Regions from separate parts of the Mus musculus genome. Here region 2 is linked to region 1. Evidence: chromatin contacts called from public Hi-C data. All regions are on one chromosome and are shown on one strand. Each heading gives the region's core, a stretch centred on a gene start, on an enhancer-like site or on the middle of the called end of the contact. The rest is flanking DNA. Distances are from core to core; before and after follow the strand shown.

Region 1 (4,429 bases), core at 475-2,974:
TTCAGATTTAAGCAGCATAGAAATTATTGGAAGGATATTATCAGCTAAAAAAAATGTATGAACTAAAACACCGTCAAATCAAGCAATGCCATTAGGAAGATTCAGGCACTAAGCAATAGATTCTTCATGTTATTCAGTGTTCCCTTTTACATGTAATTCTTCAATGTGTAATTTCTAAATAACCTCTGATACTTTATGATTTCTTCAACATTAAAAGTGGTAAAGACGAATATCTAGATAGCAGGTTATATACCCATTTCATATCTGCCATCAGAAAAGACATGTATTGTCTAAGAAGATACATCCAAACCCCTCTTTGACTCAGGTTACGTAAGGCTTAAGCACAATGAGAAGAATTCAAATGTTAATATGTCCATTACAGGAGTGGAAAGTATCAATCTGTGTTATTGAAACCTAAGGTTCCCTGAACAATAGGAATTAGTGACATAGATCAACTAAAAGTCCATCAATAGGCAGAAGCTAACAAGTATGTAAGAAAGGGTAGTGGCTATACTTAGGCAAGATCATAGTTTTACTTAGCCATGGTACTAGTGAATTAGCTCTAACCTCCTTTGACATAAAGCAAACACAAAGAGAATAAAAGTTGAGTGCTCATAGAAATATTATTACATTTGCCTAGGAAATTATTTAGTTCCTTAATTTCAGTTACCTCATCACATGCCAGTGCAAACAATTTATGTGGAACTAAAAGCCTAGAAAATCAGGTATTAATCGAATTTGGTTTGTTTTGTCCCATATTGATAGAGTACTTCAGAGTGAGTGTGTTCTCTCTGACTGATAAGTATGGATGGCTCATACCAGAAACTTAGATGTGAGAAGCACTAGTCATTTTTAGAATATTAAATAAAGGGCATGATGAAATAATAACTGAGGGGTGTGAGAAGGGAGTTCAGCCTATTAAGTGCTTCCCTTGCAAGCATTAGGTCCTGGATTTGGGTCTCAGATCCCACACCAAAACAAAAGAGTGTAGAAGAGGTTTGCCTCTATGATCCTAGAAATGAGGCGATAGAGACAGGCCAGTTCCTGGCATTCACTGGCCAGCCAATCTAGCATGCTTGGTGAGAAAGTCTGTGTCATTCCATATTTGTATTATGTAAGAAATATTACTCACTATCTACATCCTGACCTTCTTTGCCTTTATTTTATTCTTTCTCTTCTTTTCTTCTTTCATTCCTTTCTTCTTTTTTCCCACTTTCCCCTTGCCTTTTCTTCCTTGGCAATTCTAGAGAGCACATCTCTAAAGAGCACACAATAAAGTAAGCTCTGGTCTCCATGATATTATATTTCTTTCTCCTGATTTCAAACACTCTCCAAGTTTTGAGAAAACACCTTTTGTTTCTGCTGTTGTAGATGCAAACAGTGCTACTGGCCAACTGGGTGCATTGGGGTGTTTGTTTGTTTTTGTTTTTTATTTTTATTTTCAAAAGCAAAAGGTTTATTTTCTAGCACGATGGAGTCAACACTCAATTAGTCTCTCAATGCAAGTGAACCCAAATGGTTATTACAAGCAGTTTTTATACTTTTTAGGGGCACAGGTTACATCAGCAAGGTTACAGTTCAACCTTATTTGCTAAGCATATTGACCTTTAAATCTATTGGCTAGCAATTATGACACTCATTTGAACTTTACCTGGAACTTTCCAGAGGGTCAGGTAACTATCAGTCAGTACATTCTGAGAAATTTTTGATCAAGAGTGTTCCTGTGGCTGGGGAATGGGACGTGGCCTAGCCTTGATCCCAGGTGGGAGGAAGAAGCTGTAAGGAGAGTGCAGGACTGGAAAAAGCCCCTAGGGTCCCTCATTTCCCCCTCCCTTTTCCTTGTACAATCTCCAATTCTGGAGCTATACTCAGGGCAACTAACTTGGGTAACTAACTCATATCCTGCAGGTCCTGTCCTCAAGGTCTAATATTGTTGGCGCAGGACCATCAGTTGCACTGCTCCTATTCTCTTTTTAATAAAGCTTGTTCAATATGCAGGGTTCAAAGGTCAACAACAGCAGAACAATTAGGGGCCCTAACAAGGTGAATATGAGGGTGGTTAACCAAGGGAAGGAGTTAAACTGAGAGTCTGAACCAGTCCTGAATCTGTTCTCTTTCTTTCTTCTTCTTGGCTATCCCTTCTCTCATTTTGGCCATTGAATCTTTAACTACCCACAAAATGGTCTCCAGTGTGTGCTTCCTGATGTTTTACACCACCAGGTAGCAGAGAAAAAGTGGTTTTCCCCCTCTCTACGTCACTGATGGGCCTACTGCTGGCTTCTCCCGTCTGGGTACACACAGATATGGGGACTCCTCACAAGACATTGCTCAACTTCCGGTGTCCTCACTCTAAGCCCCACCCTCTAAGGCTGCTTCTGGGACATGGTTTAGACTTACAAGTTGCTCATCCCCAATATTCAGGTAATTCCTCCCTGTGTCTCTAGGGGAGAGATATTCCAGGAGTCAAGGCCCACCACTGACTTACAGAGATCAAACATAGGTTTGGGCCACCAGATATAAGGCAGGTATTCCTCATAGTGGATTAAGCTACATCCCCAGTACTTACAAAGTCACTTTGGTAGGATTGTAGGGGTTACTGAGGCTCAGTGCCAGAAGGAAGATACACCATAGTTTTCTCATGGTTTTTCTGGCCTTGCAGAAGGGTACGTGATCTTGAGCTTGAGGGAGTTGCTTGGTGTCTGGCTGCTATCCATTTGGCTTCAGGTGAAGGTGCTGGTCTGATATGAGTTACATGCACCCCAGCAGTCACTCCATCCACTTCAGCGGAGGTCAGCGTGGTCAACAACACCAGGAATGGCCCTTTCCACTTTGCTACCAAGTTTTCAGCATGATGCTTCTTCACATATACCCAATCTCCAACTTGGTACTCATTTGGAACTTCTGGGATATCTGTGTTATACAGGGCACTAAATTTAGGCCACAGTTCCTGGTGGGTGATCTGAAAATCTTGCAATCAAGACATAAGATCCTTGTTAGCCTGAAAAGTCACTCTTGGGATGGGGGGACAAGAGCTGGGGTCAAGGTAGTGGGGGGTCCCATACATGATCTCAAAAGGGGTCATGTTAAAATGGTAGGGAGTGTTCTGGGTTCCCAATAGGGCCAGAGGAAGGAACACAATCCAGTCAGCACCAGTCTCCTAGGACAATAGAGTTAAGAAATCTTTTAGGGTTCTGTTCATTCTCTTTACCTGCCGTGATCTCTGGGGATGGTACACACAATGGAGCCTCCAATTAGTTCCCAATATCCCTGCCAATTCCTGACTTACCTTAGAAACAAAAGCAGGATTGCTGTTCCATCCAATTACCTTGAACAATCCAAACCTGGGGAAAGTTTCCTCCAATATCTTCTTGGCTACCACAGCAGCTGTTTCCTGCTTGGTGGAGAAAGCCTCAACCCACTCAGAGAAAGTATCCACAGACACTAGAAGGTATCTGTAACCATATTTTCCTGGCATAACTTCTGTAAAATTGACCTCCCAATATACTCCAGGGTGTTCTCCACTAGGTCTTTTGCCCTGTTTACTTTTGGCTGCATAAGCATTCACTTGCTGGCATACCTTACACTGTTCTGCTATCTCTTGGGCCCAAAGCCTGAGGTGCACTATATATACTTTAGATCTCTTAGCTGCTTGGACAAGCTTTTTAATCCCCTAAATGAGTCTATCTGTGCATTTGGCCTAGTAAGTCTTTTGCTTGCTTTCTGGGGAGCATAGTTCTCCATTCTTGTGTGCATCATTGTCCTTCCTTTTCTAGGTAATATTTGGTAGGGTGGCTAGCAACCTGAATCCTTTCTTTTTCTGTATATTCTAAGTGAGGCCATCCTTAGTCCAGCCCCATTCTCCAAAGGGTGTCTCTTGCAGGCCCATAACCAGGATAGGTTCCTGCATAGCCACTTCTCTAGCTACATGACCTTCCTGGTTATTGACCTGGGCCACAGTGTTTCTTCCCTTCTGATGTCTTAGGCAATGAATAATACTCATAGTTACCAGCTTCATCAGGACATCCAAGAGATCCAAGATTTCCTTCCTTTTTTATTTTCCCTCTGATGTGAGCAGTCCTCTCTCTTGGTATATAGCCGCATAAAGTTGGGCTGTGGCAAAGGCATACCTGCTATCTCTGTAGATATTAATTTTCTTGCCAGCCCCAAGTCCCAAGGCCTTGGTGAGGGAAATTAGCTCAGCCTTCTGTGCTGTCTACCATGGCAGAACCCACTCATCTCTGACCTTCATGGAGAAAACCATTCCAGTCGGTGATCCAGATAGCCTCAGCTCCCAGCAAAGGTCAGTCAGAGAGGTCTTTCCTCTAGCCATGTGCTCACCTTTTGGGCCAGTTAGTTGAGGACTGTTGGGCAGGAAGTCTATCTGGGCCCCTATCATGGAGAGTAAGTCTCACCCCAACAGAGGGTAGGG
Region 2 (4,528 bases), core at 1,906-4,405, 61 kb before region 1:
CATTGGAAATTGTTGTTAAAATGCAATAAACTTTATAAATATTTCATTACTGTCTAGAGTAGAAAACGCTGCTTTCTCTTTATTATGAATGACCTGATGAACACTTGTAATGGAATTCTCTTCAGTTTTATCATGCCTCAAGCACTTAAATCTTAATTTCCTTTATTTTCTCCTTGCTTTTTTTTATTATTTAAAAAGTCATCGAAAGGTTTCACCTTGTTAACAGATACCAGCTTTCCACCATCATGGAACACCTAAGTGATTTCCTTGACTCCCCTTTCATTCTGCATTTAATATTTTGAAGAACCCTGAAGAGACAGATAGAACCCTGCCATTATTTTTTAGTTTTACGTCCTTCCTTTTGAACTCTCCTCACCTCCAGCTGCAGAGAGCCCCTTGTCAAGCATGGCCTTCTGAAACATCGACAGTCCCGCCCACTACCCCACAATCTGCTAAGGGCTCCACCTTAAGGGCTGCCTTCACCCTTTAGTCTAAAATTTAACTGGGATTTCTCAAAATTGTTTTCACAGATGTGAGGGAGCCCTTGTCTTGGAACACAGAGTCCTAAGACACTGCACAGCAGTGGTGCAAGGGAGAACTATTTATCCCAGGAAGCCTAGGAGTCCACAGTATTTATAAGAAAAACACATGCAGTTCAATTATTTTAAGCGTATCTTGGCAATAATATGATATCTGCAGCCTCCCACCACCAAACATTTAAGAAGTGATGTTTATTAATCAGTTTTCCAGAAATAACCGGAAATGCTCCTTTTTACTCACAGAAAAGTTCATTGATTTTATTTTTCTATTCAATTCCCCAGATAACATCAGCGACCATGTATGCTTCTGAGGAACTGAAAGACATGAACATCAAGGCATCTATCTGCTCACTATTCAATGGACTAACCAGTATTTCATTATACTATGCCAAATTGTTTAAAGGATAGATTTTATTTTGTTTATGCCAAGAGCTATTCAAAGCAACACAGGCTGAACAAATCACAGGTTCAAGTTCCAGGTGGCCAGTTTTCTTGGAGACATTTTTAATATCAAAATTGCTCTGTTACACATTCTCTTTCTCTCTCTCTCTCTCTGTCTCTCTCTCTCTCTCTCTCTCAACAGAAAAAAAGCCTGTGAATTGAAAAGGAGGAAGGGGAAGTGTTTATTACACATACTTCTATTCAGTAAGAAAGGAGATTACAGGAAAGAACAATAAATGTGGATATGTGCATCAAATTGATGCTTCTTAATTTTTAGACTCACGACTTTCTTCTTTGGAGAATTCTCTTACATTACTAGGAACTTAGGAAGAAAAGCATCTTGTTCTATGAGCATCCTACCATGTTACAAAACTCAGGAGCTAGGATCTCGTGCCTTCACAAACTCGTGTCTCCATTCTGCTTGAACTCAGATAAAATATTGAGAGTCATTTCTTCACTCTTGGATTGTAAATTGGCCTCACTCCTCCTGGAAGCTTTCCTGGTGGCTCGGGACAGTCTCCTTCTGAATGTATCTCCAGCCAAGAAATAAAGAATGGGGTCCACACAGCTGTTGAGACTTGCTAGACCTCTTGTTACCTGATAAGTGGCATAAACCCTGTCGTTGAAATCACACATTTCTGGGGTCTGGAAATCCAACCGTGCTCGCAAATTCATCGTTTTCATCACATGGAAAGGGATATAAGACACAGCAAACACCGTCAGGACAATTATCACCAGGTAAATGGATTTCCTCCGGAGCGGAGAGTTGTCCAGGTCATTGTAAATCAAAGCTTTAACAATTAATCCATAACAGCCCAAGATCAGCACCAAAGGGATGCAGAACATGGCCACAGTCGTGCACATACTGTAGATGAAATAACTTCGCAGGTAATCATTGGACGTGGTGTCATAGCAGGTGACAGTTTTGTTTTTCCGAGTCCCAGTGCCAGAGTAGAAGAGAATAGGGGAGATGGCCACCACCACAATGAGCCACACCAGCACGCTGACATAAATGGCATTCTTCTTCTTGAGCCTGCCCAGAGACTTGAGAGGGTACACCACGCCACTGTACCTGTGTGCGCTGATGCAGGTGAGGAACAAGATGCTACCGTAGAGATTTACGTGGAAGATGAATCTCTGCAGCTTGCACATAGCATCCCCGAAGATCCAGTCAGTCTTGTTGAAGTAGTAGAAGATGAGGGCTGGTAGGGTGAGCACGTATAAAAAGTCAGCCAGAGCCAAATTGAACATGTACACGGAGATGCCGCTCCAAGGCTTCATGTGGAAAACGAACATCCAGATAGCCACGCTGTTGCCTAGGAAGCCTATGATGAACACTAAAATGTAGACAGCCGGCAGGTAGTAGAACTGGAAACCGGTCTTGGTCAGGGCACATTGGAATGAAGAGGAAACTGCTGCAGTTGAGGCGACAGTACTGTTTCCCCAAAGCGAGCCCAGGCCCGCCAGAAAGGCAGCATCCGTCCCGTTGGGGACAACCGACCAAGGCACCTCGGTCATCCTCTTCTTTCCAACTCAGGCAGCTACTAGAAAGGGCAGACCGCGGCGAGCGGGCAGCAGCGGCGAGAGACTCAGCGCGCATCGGAGGCGCAGGCCAGGGACCGCGCGCGGGAGTTCCCCACGGGTCGGAGCGCGCAGGGGCTCGCCCACGCCGGCTCTGGCCGCGCTTTTGTCGCGGGCCATGAAATTCGCCCGGAGCTGCGACCGATCTAAGCTGAAGGACGTGCGGGCAACTTCCCGGTCCAGCTGGCGGCGCGGAGGTTACACAACAGGACGCGCAGGGCACCTCCACCAAGTTTGCAAGTGCGCTCCCGCGCAGGGCGACTGATAGGCGCTGCTCAGAGCGCCTGGGGCGCGGCGGGTCAAGTCCAAGTAGTTCGGCTGTTCCCAGCGGCCCGAAGGCGCAGGCCAACCACCTCCTCTCTGATCAACTTTGCCTGGCCATCTGCCTACTCCCTACCTTGCAACCCGGGACCTTCACCAGGGACGCCGCGACTCTTCTTCCGGCCACATTCTGAGCCCGCGCTCAACCTTGGAGGTCTTTTGGAGAGCGCGTGGCCTCGGACCCTGGCGTACTACCTACCCTGTACCCCGCTCACAGTCCATGAAGGCTGCAGCTCGTCTCCGCGCTCGGCTGGGTCTCGAGTGCAGGGGGCAGGAGAGAAAGCCAGGCTCCCAGCGGGGTGGGCGGAGCCTAGGAGCCCGGGCGAGTCTGTGCTCCGCGGGGAGGCAAGGGGCGTGTCTCCGCCGTGCAAGCTCCGGGCCGCCGGCTCAGGGCTGGGCGCCCAGGGCGGGAGGTGGCCTCTGGAAGCAGAGATCGCGGTGCCCCTGCACGCCTGGCAAGGCCGCCACCACTCGAATCAGTGGTCAGAACAAAAGGTGCTCTAGGGCAGCGGTGGCTTCTGGCCAGCGTATGGCTGGAGGGGTTTCCTCGGTCCTCCACCAGCTAGCTCTGTAAAGTGAAGTTGCTGACACGCTGAAAACCTTCTGGACGCTGGCAGCGTTGTGTCTAAAGCTTTGAGCTGAGCAGTCTGAGACAGACATCTCCGGAGCCTCCCCGGAACTCGCAAGGTGTTTGCAGGCTCCAGACAACCAGCGGTTTGCAGGTGGGCACGCCCTGGCCCTGCACAGCGCCTTGCTTTGCCCAACGCGTGTAGGAACCTGCTGATCCCAGAGGGTGCCAGCTCTGAATGAGTGAGGGTGGTAAGCGGCATGGGCAAGTCGCTTTCTGCCCTTCATGTCTGTTTGTTTTTATTGTTGTTTGCTTTATCCAAATACTATTTTTTGCACTACTTAGAAAAATGCTAATACACCGGCATCACTGGTAACATTATTGTGAGAATGTACATAAGAACCTGGTCTAACTGCTTAGTTAACGCAGCACACATCATCAGTCCAACTTGACTGCTAACACTTGCTGGAAAGAACAAGCGCCCTCCCTCCAACCTCCAGTTACCATTTACATACATTTAAATAATAGAGACTACAGTGAAAATGATTCTGAATCAAGCTGAATATTAAACACAGCTTTATAAAGAAAGAGGGTTCATTTGTTGAGGGATAACTTTACAGTTTGGCTTTATTGTGAATCTTATTTCTTAAAATGCCTGTTCCTCTAGTAGATACCTTTCAAATTTAGACAGAGACCAATGTAATTATTTTATTTTTTGTAAATCTTAGTCTAGGGTTCCAAATGCATAAAAAATGTGGGCAATATATAAAAAAAAAGTGTTTAATTGTAAACTAAATGGATTGTTTCCTACCTGAAGACATGATTAAACAGACCCACCCAAGAATGGAACCAAGCCCTTCTTGACAATCTACTGATTAATGTATTTTATGTGCCATATTAACAAATACATTTTTTCTTGTAAAAAAAAAGTACGAGGATAGAATACCTTCGATTATATTCTATAGCCATTTCATTCTAGTTTCATATATTAAATGACTTTGTTCCCTTAAAAACACTCAAGGAGTTGGTGATCTGTCTCAGCCACTAAAGGCATTAGGCACTTACCGCCAAGCCTGAG

Evidence for each region. Hi-C and Micro-C count contacts between places; a contact is called where the count stands out from the background.
Region 2: a Hi-C map of liver shows a contact between it and region 1, with 4 times the contacts expected there. The contact joins the promoter of P2ry1 here to the enhancer-like site in region 1. A contact is called at or near these places in 3 of 39 promoter capture datasets (embryonic stem cells and liver), 6 of 484 Hi-C or Micro-C datasets (liver and peritoneal macrophages), 3 of 115 datasets of contacts at active chromatin or transcription factors (embryonic stem cells and pancreatic cancer cells) and 2 of 9 other capture datasets (liver and pancreatic islet).

What each region holds. Positions count from the first base shown.
Region 1 is chr3:60,938,871-60,943,299 of GRCm38.p6, reverse strand. No RefSeq gene overlaps it. Among named protein-coding and RNA genes, the nearest start is that of P2ry1, 62 kb to the left of the region's middle. Within about 2 kb of position 1,724, at least 2 of the 459 cell types and tissues checked have an H3K27ac peak or open chromatin away from gene starts, as enhancers often do. A contact at or near this core is called in liver, where this site is marked.
Region 2 is chr3:61,001,412-61,005,939 of GRCm38.p6, reverse strand. P2ry1 (purinergic receptor P2Y, G-protein coupled 1) reads right to left here and starts at 3,155. Exons shown (of 2, transcript NM_008772.5): 1 at 1,341-3,155. The coding sequence starts at 2,498. The coding sequence ends at 1,377.